2 separate regions of the Rattus norvegicus genome follow, and region 2 is linked to region 1. The links are chromatin contacts, called in public Hi-C maps. All regions are on one chromosome and are shown on one strand. Each heading gives the region's core, a stretch centred on a gene start, on an enhancer-like site or on the middle of the called end of the contact. The rest is flanking DNA. Distances are from core to core; before and after follow the strand shown. Region 1 has its middle 100 kb from the start of Gse1. Region 2 has its middle 41 kb from the start of Gse1.

What was found. A called contact is a pair of places that touch in the nucleus more often than the background predicts.
Region 2: a Hi-C map of liver shows a contact between it and region 1, with 1.7 times the contacts expected there. The contact joins two enhancer-like sites. A contact is called at or near these places in 3 of 12 Hi-C or Micro-C datasets (Schwann cells, kidney and liver) and 1 of 1 datasets of contacts at active chromatin or transcription factors (oligodendrocytes).

Annotation. Positions count from the first base shown.
Region 1 is chr19:65,392,178-65,398,020 of GRCr8, reverse strand. It overlaps a transcript of Gse1 not described here. Among named protein-coding and RNA genes, the nearest start is that of Gse1, 100 kb to the left of the region's middle. Within about 2 kb of position 3,385, at least 26 of the 93 cell types and tissues checked have an H3K27ac peak or open chromatin away from gene starts, as enhancers often do. A contact at or near this core is called in kidney and liver, where this site is marked.
Region 2 is chr19:65,450,278-65,456,120 of GRCr8, reverse strand. It overlaps a transcript of Gse1 not described here. Among named protein-coding and RNA genes, the nearest start is that of Gse1, 41 kb to the left of the region's middle. Within about 2 kb of position 3,405, at least 20 of the 93 cell types and tissues checked have an H3K27ac peak or open chromatin away from gene starts, as enhancers often do. A contact at or near this core is called in kidney and liver, where this site is marked.

The sequences.
Region 1 (5,843 bases), core at 2,136-4,635:
AGTCATGGGAGCTGCCAGGAAGAAGCCAACCTCAGGGACCACCAGGACAAAGATCCGGCACCAAAGGGAGAAGAGGACTCGTCCCGTCGTGGGCGGGTGTCAGGCAGTAATGGCTGCACCCCCACCCGCAGGCTGGGTACCATTCATCTGACCATATATACACACGCTAATCAGCTGTGGCCATGGCACCCAGCTCAATTCAAATTGATTTACCGAGCCTGGAAATGGATACAAATGTGATTAAAGGCCTTTTATTTTACATAGGTTCTCTATAAAATGATTGAAATCAATTGCCCGGCAGGCCCTGCGCTATTACTGCACACAGCCTGCCCCCACTATTGATGGATACGGTGCCAGGAGGCTGAGTGGGGTGGTGGTGACACCCCCAGCCTAGTCCTGGGTCACTGCTGGGGTGGCTGGAGCATTCACTGGGGTGCCTCTCTGTGCCTGCTAGGTACCTTTGGGGAGGCAGAAAGAGCCAGTGGGTGAGGGAGCAGGCCCGGGAGGAGGCGTCGCCATGGAGACAGCCTCCCACACCATCTTCCAGCCCAGATGCCTCCTGTCTGTGATGGCCAGAACCTGGGAGACTGGTTCCTGATTCCAGCTCTGAGAAGGGGCAGAGTAGGTGCTCTTGTCCCACCTCATGTTCCTTCAGCACAGGGTAGGCCAACAGTCAGTGACAGATACAGCCCAGTCAGTTAGAGTCCCTCACCCATAGGCCACTCAGAGGTCTGCACAGCCTCCTGGTGGCTGCTGTGGGTTTGTTCCAGAATCCTCAGGTGGTGGGAGTTTTGGTCTGCCACCTGCTCTAAGGAGCTAGGCTAGAACCAGGAGGTCAAGGCTGGCCAGAGCTACCAGCTCATCAAATGTCCGCTGAAGCAACCTTGGTAATGAACTCAATCTAGACAACTTCAAATCCAGACAACTCCCCCCCACCCCTGGATCCAGAGTGCGGGATTCTGGATCCCTGAGCATGGTCGGCCCACACATGAGGAAAGGCACCTCTCTCTACTTCTTGTAACAACTGGACCTTTGATTTACAACCACGTACATCCCGACACCTTCCTCACGAGGTCTTTCACCATCTGTTTGTCCACTTATTTATTTTAGGTACACTGGCGTTTTGCCTGTGTGTGTGTGCATGCATGTGTGTATGTGAGACTGTGCACCATGTGCATGTCTAATACACACACAGAGGTCAGAAAAAAGGCTTCAGATCACCTGGCATTGGAGTTACAGACTGTTGCGAGCCATCATGTGGGTGCTGGGAACTGAACTCTGGTCCTCTGCAAGAGCAGCCAGTGCTCTTAACTGCTGAGACATCTCTCTACCCCTAAGATACTTTTAACAGGACTCTGGGAGTAGCAGGCCCCTGGAGAGGAGCAGGGGACGTAGAAGTCTGGAGAGCTGGCAGTCCTGGTCCCTCCCCAGCAGAGGTACCACTAGCGATCCCTACCCACAGGGTTGCAAGAAAGTCAGGGAATCATACTTGTCGAGCACCCATCTGGAACGTTCTAAACAGCATCCACTCCACCATACTTCCGTAAATAAGTGGAAGGATGGCCTGGGTTGAGGGGGAGGCACCACCTACAATATTCCATGTTCTGGGCTCGTTTATTTTCCCAGAATGCATCACAGGCCCAGCAAGGGAAGGAAACTTGTTCACAGCCCCCCCAGAAGGTTCTAGCCCAGCTTTCCAAAGCCAGAGGAGCAAGTGACCTTTCCCACAGCTCCAGGACCTGGACCCTGGCCTCTACTTCATTTTTTGAGTAGGGAGGGAGGGAGCCAGCCCCACCCTGCTATGGGTACAGCCCTCCTCAGCCCTGCTTGCCTGCAGCCAGCAGCTCCTGCAAGGGCTGCCTGCTTCCCGCAGGCTGCGCCTGCACCACCGCATTAAGGACAGATGGATTACAGCTAATGAGCCTGCTCGCACCATTAACACTGGAGCCTTCCCTGGATTAAAACGCGCCCAGCCCGCCGGGCTGGCTTGTCACTCTCGAGGTGGGCACCTCGGCTGCTGGCTGTGCGTCAGCGTACCCTTAATTGCTCTTGTAATTGGGTCGCCTCACTCCTGGGAACCCTGATGCCACCCTCAAGGGATGGTGGACTGGTGAGACTGCCTTTTCCACTCAGCACAGCCCCTCCCCCACCCCAGGCAGGGTTCCCTGAGGCCTGGGCCAGCAGAAACCCCATCCCCAGGATTGTGAAAAAGGGAAGGGGCTGGGTGCATCAGCTCTCCAAATCACAGCCTTTGGTCTATTGCATGCACACACACACACACACACACACACACACACACATACACACACAGGCACGCACACATGCACACACACCTCTCATGCACCCCTACTTTCTCTGTTTCTCTGTCTCTCTCTCTCTCTCTGTCTCTGTCTCTCTCTCTCTCTCTCTCTCTCACACACACACACACACACACAAACGCATGCATGCACATACACCCAGATGTATGCACACACGCACAAATATACACACATCCCTCTCATGCACCCCTACTTTCTCTGTCTCTGTCTCTCTCACACCCGCACATACACACACATACACACACACACACACGCGCGCGCGCGCACGCGCACACACATCCCTCTCATGCACCCCTACTTTCTCTGTCTCTCTCACACCCGCACGTACACACATATACGTATGCACACATGTTCCCACACTCACAGCTCTCTCTGTAGGATGAAGAAGAAATCAGGAACAAGGGCCTTGGCTGGGCAGCAGGGTGGGGCTATGAGGCCCTGAGTCAGAGGCCAATTTCCTGGCCTGACTCAGTTGTGTGGTTCAGCAAGGTTGTTCAGCCTCTCTTTGCCTCTGTTTCCCCGTCCATGGAAAGGAGCCCGTGCTGAGTGAGTAGTCAAATCTAACAGTCAGCGTGGCGCACGGACAGTGCCGGTCTGGTCTCTGTCACCAGTGTGCAGACATTGCGGCTTCAAATTCACTCCATAATCAACCCAGACTGCCTTTAAACTTATGGCCAGCCATCCTCCTGCCTCAGCTTTCTGCTAACTCATGATTAGATCATAAGCAGGAACAGGACCCAAGGGTGGTCCCAGATGGTTGCAGGGAACTTTGGGTTCAGCAAGGTCTGAGGCCAGGGGAGTGTGGCAGGTGACACTCAATGGAACCCGTATGCTAGCTGAGGGGTTCATCGCCAGCAGTGTTTCCCACATGTCTCACGGTCACTCTTCCTCCCATAGGAATCCAGACTTGCTTCACACAAATGCAGAACAAGACCTACTGCAGCCCCAGTGAGGCCGTCTCTCTAAGGCCTGTTTCCCCATTTGAGAGCTAGTATAGCTAGGGTGCGGTATCCCTCCCACATGCTGCCTGGGTGCACAGGCTACGGACAGACGTTGTGGGAGGCACCAGGCTGTGAACAGGAGGGCAGGAGCAGAGGCTGTCCCTGAGGTCTGAATTATTCACACACAGTGGCACCCTTACTTACAGCGCAGCCGCCGACACCTGCTGGTAGATTACTCGGGGACTGGCTGCTCTCTCGGTTAATTAAGGGAACACTTTTGCCAGTGACTTCTCAGGTGTGCAGCCAAGCAGCGCCAGGTCTCATCCCACTGCCTCAGAGACACTGGATCCCCCAAGACCTGCCAGTGAGAGGGAACAGTAGCTGGAGTTCTGTCAGGCTCCTGGGTAGGACAGTCACCCGCCGTGCTCCAGGGCTAAGGCAGGGGGAGTGTGCCAGGCCACAGGAGAGGCACTGGGCTGAACCTGGATCCTATGGGGGCTGAGCAGAGTCTGTGCACACACTCTCTCTCACCTGACAGAGCCGGGCACAGCCACAGACACTGTGCTCTGGCAGGTTCTAGCAGGTTCTGGCAGCCTTCTAGCAGGGTAGGAGCAGCAGCCAACATGAAACATTTACAAAGGCCTTTCGTAACCATCTGCACTGGGAACGGAGAGGCGGGCTGAGCAACCACAGCCTTTCCGCCTGGGACATCAAGGCCGATGAATGGAAGACGCAGCAAGGCCCTTGGACATCGATGGCCCCACCAGCACCAGGCTTTGAGACACCAGTCCAAGTAGGAACAAGGACCAAATTGGCCCACAGACACGCTGTACAGGCAGCTAAGGGTGGGGACAGAAGACCGTACCATATCCCAACTGTATGACCTCCAGCTGTGTGACCTTGGTGACATCACCAGGACTCTCTCTGTGTCTCGATCTGCCCCAAATCATGCACCTAATGGAGGGAAGGTTTCCTTTTGTACCTTCTCTGGGCTCCTTGCAACATCTATGGTCCCTTGGCACACGGTAGCGTCCACTGGACTTCAGTTCTTGACAAGGTCCCTTTGAACTGGATTGACTTTCTTCTGCGTGCATCCAAGAAACTCCCACACACCCCTCGAAACCCTCCTCGAGCATTCTGTCCCTCTGCCTCTTCCCCTCTGTGAGATACAAGACTCTCCCTCCACCGAGGCCAACTGTAGTTCCTACATGGTTTATCTTGGTGAATTTTCCAAAAAAAAAAAAAAAAAAAAAAAAAAAAAAAAAAAAAAAGGAGGTTTTCTGGCCTGCACTTTAGAGATTAAGAGAATCTGCTTCGCTGGCTGAGTCATGCAGAGCCTGAATTTGAACCTGGGAAGTCTGGCTCTCTCTCTCTTCAGCTGCCTCAGAATGGATGCGTGGGGAAGAGGAGAGAGGTCTGACTGTTTCAAGAAGAGCGGGTGTCAGGAGCGGCTAGACCGACCCAGTGGATCTGAGAGAAGAAACAGATGCTGAGATCTGAGACAGTCAGCTTAGCAGGAAGCGGGGCAGGTTACAAAATAAAACTGAAACCCCTGAGCAGAGGCTCGGCGGTGCCATCCAGGGAGGGAACCTTGGCCTGCGGTTTCTGCCTGCACGCCCCCACCCCCACCCTCAAGTGCTGGCTCAGCGTGGAGCCCAGCTGCTGACCTGATGATTATTTCAGGACTACAGGGGCAGGTGGAGAGCTCTTGGCTTCAAGCTGGAAATGGGGGAGGGCGTTCCCAATGGGTGTCTATCTGAAAAATCAGACTGGGGGATTCTCAGACTGCCTGGCAGCCTCACCCACCCCCCCCAACCCCCCACGACCTGCTCTCCCCGGGGACTTTGGCTGTTCCCACCCCCCCACTGCACCTGCTGTGGGAGTGACACCTCAGCAGATTGAATTGGTTCCCCGGTCCCCTGGGAGAGCAATTGGATGCAGAGCAGAGGACTGCTGCTCTGCTGGGTCATCTACTATGGGTGGCCAGGGAGGCAGCGGGTCTTAGGGGACCTCCAGGACAGAGAATGCTCCTCTTTAGGGACCAGGGGTGGCAGCAGTGGAGGGCCAAGAGGCTTACCCTCTGGTCAGAAGGGGAGTTTTGTAGTGGTTGCCCAACTGACCCGAGTTTACATGAAACTCTGGCTTCAATTCCTTTCCTCACATAGAATGAGCATGGGGGTTTTATAGGTGTGCAAACCTAGCAATCATGAGGCAGATGCAGGAGGATCAGGAATTCAAGGTCACCTCAGCAGCCACAAGTCCAGCCTGGGCTACATAAGGTCTTGAGCTGGGAACCTGGGTGGGATGTGGGAATCCAGGGTTTTTAAAGGACGCGGACTGCCCTTGTGATGCACGTATGACTTGGGTAATGTCCAGTGTGTGGTAGCAATGTGACCTCTGCAGCCAGCTCCTTGATGTACCGCGTCCCCCAGGGTTGGCAGGAACTCTCTCAGGAAGTGAGAAGTTAAAAACCTCAGTGCTTAGACAACTGAAAACCTGTGTCCACCCTATGCCCAGAGACAGTGAGTGACTAATTGCTAGAGACAAGCAGGCTGGTCCACACCACAGACTGTTACTCAGCCAT
Region 2 (5,843 bases), core at 2,156-4,655, 58 kb before region 1:
AGAGTATGGTGTGGAAGAGGCCCTGATATCTGAGGCCAGGCCCGGAGGGGAGGGGGTCATGGGGCCTCTGCATAAGCCCCTGCCATTACATCAGAGGCTGTGAGGAAGCCCAGGCCGCACTGAGAAGCCCATGGAGGAGGGTGCTTCATCTGGGCCCACTGAGGCCCCTGCCTGTAGCCAGAGCCAACCGCCAAGCCTGACAGGGAAAGGGCCCTTCAGGCACCCTGCCACAGACAAGTCCCTCTCTTATCTTCTACTTGTGGCTGCAGTGGCAGGCATAGGGGACAGAGGCCAGCCCACAATGGCACACTGGTGCCATCCGGACCTGTCTGGCATCCTGTTCCCAGCATCCTGGGGGTGGGTTTATAATCTGCACTGCTCAGCTTCCTCCCAGGTGGTGATACCAACCTCCCCCAGCCTCCCCCTCCTCCCCCTCTCACAGCCTCCCCCAGCCTCTCAATGTTGCTGTGTCTGGAGAAGCCCACAAGGGAACTTTCCCAGCATAAAGATGGGGGATGGGAATAACACCTTGCCTCTGGTCCTCAGAGGATCTGACATAAAGGAAGTAAAGGTGAGGTGAGGGGGTGATTCTCTCATGTTCCCAGAGTGGTAGGAAGTGGTGAGAGCCCCCACCGGGAGCCCCTGCCACACAGCTGTAGGTCTGAGGGCACCCCGTCCCCTTTGTGCCTCCCAGGCCTCCGCAGAGAGCTCCATTAAGACCCATGCGGTCTCCCCCTTACCCTCTTTCATATCCCTGCTGCCCCCCCCTCTTCTCTCGTCAGATAATCACAGAAACCAGCAAACGGTTGACACGGTTTCCAAGACAACAGAAGTTAGACCTGTGAGAGGCCTGGGAGCTAATCCTAAATGAATTACAAGCCAGAGTGACAAGGGGGTGGGCAGCATTGGGGGCCAGTTCAAAGGAGGCCTGGTCAGAGATGAGGTGCTGTCTGCCTGGGGCTCCATGGCTGCTGGGTGAGGCTGGAGTATTCAGGGGGCAGAAGGCAGAAGCGTTTAGAAGAATCCGATACCGAAACCTTCTCCCTGGAGAGGATCCAGTCAGAAAAACTTTCTATCCCCGAAGACTGAGGTCCGCTGGGGTGGGACACAGGCCAGTGTGGGAGCCTGCAGGGTGAACTATTTTCGTATCTAGGATTTGTCACCAGTGGGTGACCATTTTGAGAGCCTAGGCTCCTTGGCATCCTGCAGGAGTCCATAAGTAAGGCCCTCCTTTAGGCATCAACCTGGGAAGGGTCTCTGCTCTGACACCAGCCTGAAGCCACAGCTGAGAGAGAACTAATACTCCACGAATAAGGCAGACCTCAGTTCCAGAGCATTCCACGCTCGGAACTTACCTGCCTGTGCACTTACCAATGCTCATGACAGACAACCTTGCATGGTACACAGGAGAAGCACACAAGGAAACAGAGAAGTTAGGTAACCTGCCCAGAGGTGCTCAGCCCTGACTCCCATCAGGCTCTGGGCTTAGGTAGCGCTGCAGTGGACAGACTTAAAACAAGCTGCAGACCCCTCAGACACCCTCTAACCCTTACTACCACACCGCCATCCTCCAGTTCCCAGAGGTGCAGAAACAAGGTCTCCAGACAAGATGGCCATGAGTGAATCTCACAGCCCCATGGACATTTTCCAAATGCCATCTCATGGCTCCAAGCCACAGAGCAGCCACCCCAGAGCCATCCGTCACCCAGCAGCCAGAGGATCTACAGTAGTGATAGGCTCTGTAGGCCTACGCTGCTCTTCAGACATCCGCTCCACACTTAGCCCTCCTTCCCCTCAGCCATTCCAACCCTGACACCTTAGGGCCTTCCTATCTGACAAAGCTAACACCTTCTGGGTTTTTTTTTGGGGGGGGGGGCGGGGTCTGGTCACCCAGTACCCAATCCTGGCTTTCTACACCCCTGTATGTCTCTCAAAACTACAGGTGCCACTGCACAAGGCAATCCTTTGGGACTTTCTCCGCTGTACCTCCAGGTACCTGGGCTTGGCACACTGAGTTGACACCTCCAAAATGTTGGGTCAGCTGGGCAGTGATGGTCCACACCTTTAATCTCAGCACTTAGGAGGCAGAGGCTAGGCAGAGCTCTGAGTTCAAGGCCAGCCTGGTCTACAGAGTGAGTTCTAGGACAGCCAAGGCCACAGAGAAACCCTGTCTTGAGAAACCGAACAACAAATAAATATAAAAACTAAAAAATAAAGGGCTGGAGAGATGGCTCAGTGGTTAAGAGCACTGACTGCTCTTCCAGAGGTCCTGAGTTCAAATCCCAGCGACCACATGGTGGCTCACAACCCTCTATAATGGGATCCGATGCCCTCTTTTGGTGTGTCTGAAGACAGTGACAGTGTACTCACATATATAAAGAAGTAAATCTTTTTTTTTTAAAAAAAACTAAACAACAACAACAAAATTCTGGGTCAGGCTGGCAAACTGGCTCAGTGGGCCAAGGTGCTTGCTGCCAAGCCTGATGACCTGAGTTCAATCCCAGGACCCACATGGTGGAAAGAGAAAACTGACCACCACAAGTTGTCCTCTGACCTCCACATGTATGTAGTAGCATGTGTATGCCCAACACAAAGAAAAGCAAAAACAAAAAAATTCTGGGTCCCCTCAGCTCACAGAACCTGACCTCAGAGGTGTGATGACATTTAAGACACTCCCAAGAGTAGTCCCAACACCCGTCTGACCCCAAAGCTATTACCACTCCCACAGATGTCAAAGCCCCAAGAGTCCGGCCCAGCACATGCCCTGCCTCCTTCTGCAGAGCCTGGGCTGTGAGGACAAGGTCCAGTCCCCAGCCACTCCTAGGCCACAGGATCAGATGCATGCTGCATGCGCATGTCTGGCTGCCACAAAGAGCCCTACTTCCTCCCCCGACCCCCACCGTCGGGACCCTTGACTTCTGCAAGAGCCCTGCTGATTTTTGGTGACTCAAAGGCTCTGGAACCTTGCTATAAAAATACCACCAAGGAGGAGGGCTGGGGTCTCCTCCTGGACACAGTCTCTGCCTCCAACTCAAGCTGAACCTTCACCTTTTCTTTTTTTTTTTTTTTTTTTGGTTCTTTTTTTCAGAGCTGGGGACCGAACTCAGGGCCTTGCGCTTCCTAGGCAAGTGCTCTACCACTGAGCTAAATCCCCAACCCCCACCTTTTCTACAGAACAGGAAAGCCCCGGATGGCGGGGAGCTCAGAATCAGCTTGTCACCCTGATATTCAATCCCTGTTCCACCTCACGGAGTGTGGAACTAGGCCAGGCACACATGCTCCCGGTGAAAAGCAACACTGTAGGACTCACAGTTGCCCAGCAGGGCCAGGAGCCCAGGTACCCAGCCTGCACTGCCTGTCAGGGAGGAGAGCCAGGCAACACTGGTCCCCATAGACGAGGAGGACTCAGCAGTCTGACCTCCTCGGAGACCAAGGGTCTGGTGACTTCCTGATCGTACAGGCCATTAAGCCGGTAGCCAAAGGCTGGCTGGGCAGTGGGCCAGGCCTGGTCAGAGGGCACTTCCGGCCTCGCTGCGGGTGGGGATGGGCGGAAGGCAGAGCAAGTGTGATCCAACAAGGCAAGGGAGTCCAGGGGTTGGCAGGCCTGGGGGCTGGGGGCTGAGGGCAGGATCTGGGCCTGGCCACCTGCCAAACACCCCCATTTCCAGTTGAGTTCCACACAACTCGGGAGGCAGCGATGAGGCCCTGAGGAGCTGTACAGCGTCTGGCACTGCTGGGGGGAAAGCCGGAAAAATGAATCTCCCCTAAGACATGTTAAAAAAGATTCTCACCCATTCCTTCCCTTTTACCCCAAGCCTTCGGGGATCTAAATATGTCACACTTTGTGATTTTACGAGCAAGCCAAGCTGTACATCACGGTTTTACGTTCCTAAATTAACAAAAGGACCTTAAATCTGTATGGGGCTCTTAAAAAGGAAGAAAGAACATGATATCTGAATTATCCCTTCATTCAACTCCCGTCTTCCCTCCTATGGCATGGCCCCTGGTGAGTCCACCTCAGTCCATGGACCACCCACAAGGGAAAAGTCCCCATGCACTAAGCCCTTCCTCTGGTCATCACCCATAGGTGTTACCATTCATTTCTCTGAGGAAAGGTCAGTCACTTCAGGGTCTGGAGTGTAGTGTTTGCCTAGCATCTTCGAGGCCCTGCGAACCATCTCTAGACAGACAGACAGACAGACAGACAGACAGACACACACACACACACACACACACACACACACACACACACTATGACTACTAGGGACTCTGCAAAGTGTATTTCGAGGCAGGCCGGAAGCAGCTGACTATAAACACAGCACTCAGGACAGTGAAAAGCTTTGGCCACCCTGAGGTGCAGAGTAAGTTCAAATCCACCCTCAGCTACTTAGCAAGCCTTTGTCCCAAAGCTTTAAAAAAAGAGAGGGGGTGGGGGAGCGGGCTGGAGAAATGGCTCAGCGGTTAAGAGAACTGACTGCTTTTCCAGAGGTCCTGAGTTCAAATCCCAGCAACCACATGGTGACTCACAGCTGCCTGTAATGGGATCGCGATGCCCTCTCTCATCCTGTGGGTCTGAAGACAGCTACAGTGTACTCATATACATTTAATAAATAAGTAATTTTTTAAAAAAGGATAAAAGGAGGGCTGGGTAGAGCACTTGCCTGGTGTGTTCGAGACTCTGGGTTCAAGCCCCAGTGTGGCCAAAAAAGAACACCCTACTTGGTCCTTCCTAAAGAGTGACTGTGGGAGCACCAACCTTGCGCAGAGCCAGTCCCCCAGGAAACTGGAAGGCGCAGGCCTGAGAGCCTTCCTGGCAAGTGTCCTCGGCTGCATATATAAATAGAGCTTACTGGACCCTGGCACTTCACCCATGTCAAAGGCAGACAGGCACTCGGAGTAAATGCTACAGAGGCAGAGACCCTCTGGCCCCTGGCTGGCTCTGCCAGGGATGATCTGTCTGGCTAGGCTCTCCCACTGGCCATCTTCCTCTAGAGAGGAAGTACAGTCTCCCTCCTCCCCCTCTTCCTCCTCCTCTTCCTCCTCTTCCTCCTCTTCTTCCTCTTCCTCCTCCAGGCAGAACCCAGTGCCCTCCAGACATTTGCTTGCACAGCAGGAAGAGTGAAGAAGAAGTCAGAGGAAGGGGCAGATCGATTCCCACCCATGGCATTGCAGAGACACCGAAGCCAGAGGGAACCCTAATGACCATCTATCTCACTGAGCAGCGGTGAGAGCCAGACCAGGCCCTAGTGAGAGGGCCTGACCTCATCCAGAGGGGCCGAGTCACAGCTGAGACAAAAGGGCCCCTGGCTTTCCCAGTCTTCACAGATCCAAATGTGGTAGTCCCTCCCCAGTTCTCAGGGGTGTCTGAGATTAATTAGTGACCGCCCTGAAAATGCTAGCTGTGAGCCCGGTGCAGTCCCCACTGTGTCTGAGCTGTAAGTAAGAAGGTCTCTCTGTCACTGCAAAAATGGACAAACCTTCTTCGCAGACTTAGCCTGGCCCAAGAGCAGGTCTCCAGTGTTTCCTTAGGATCTCACGGGCGAGGGTGTAACTGGCAAGGGAGGCCTGTATACACACCCCCCCCCCCAAGACGTGCTGGGCACAGTCCACATCTAGCCTTGTACGCAGGCTAGAACACTCCAGAGAGCAATCTTTGGAAACCTCCATCCTTCCACTACCCCGACTTTATGCAGAGTAAGCTAGGGTTGGCTCAGAAAGGCATCGGGTCAGCCCGGTCACCTATCTCTGAATGACTCACTATGACCTCAGGGGGCAGCTTTGGGCACAGAAGATGTCCCAACAGAGATAAGGCTAAGTACCGCCACTAGCCATGGCCCTCTCAG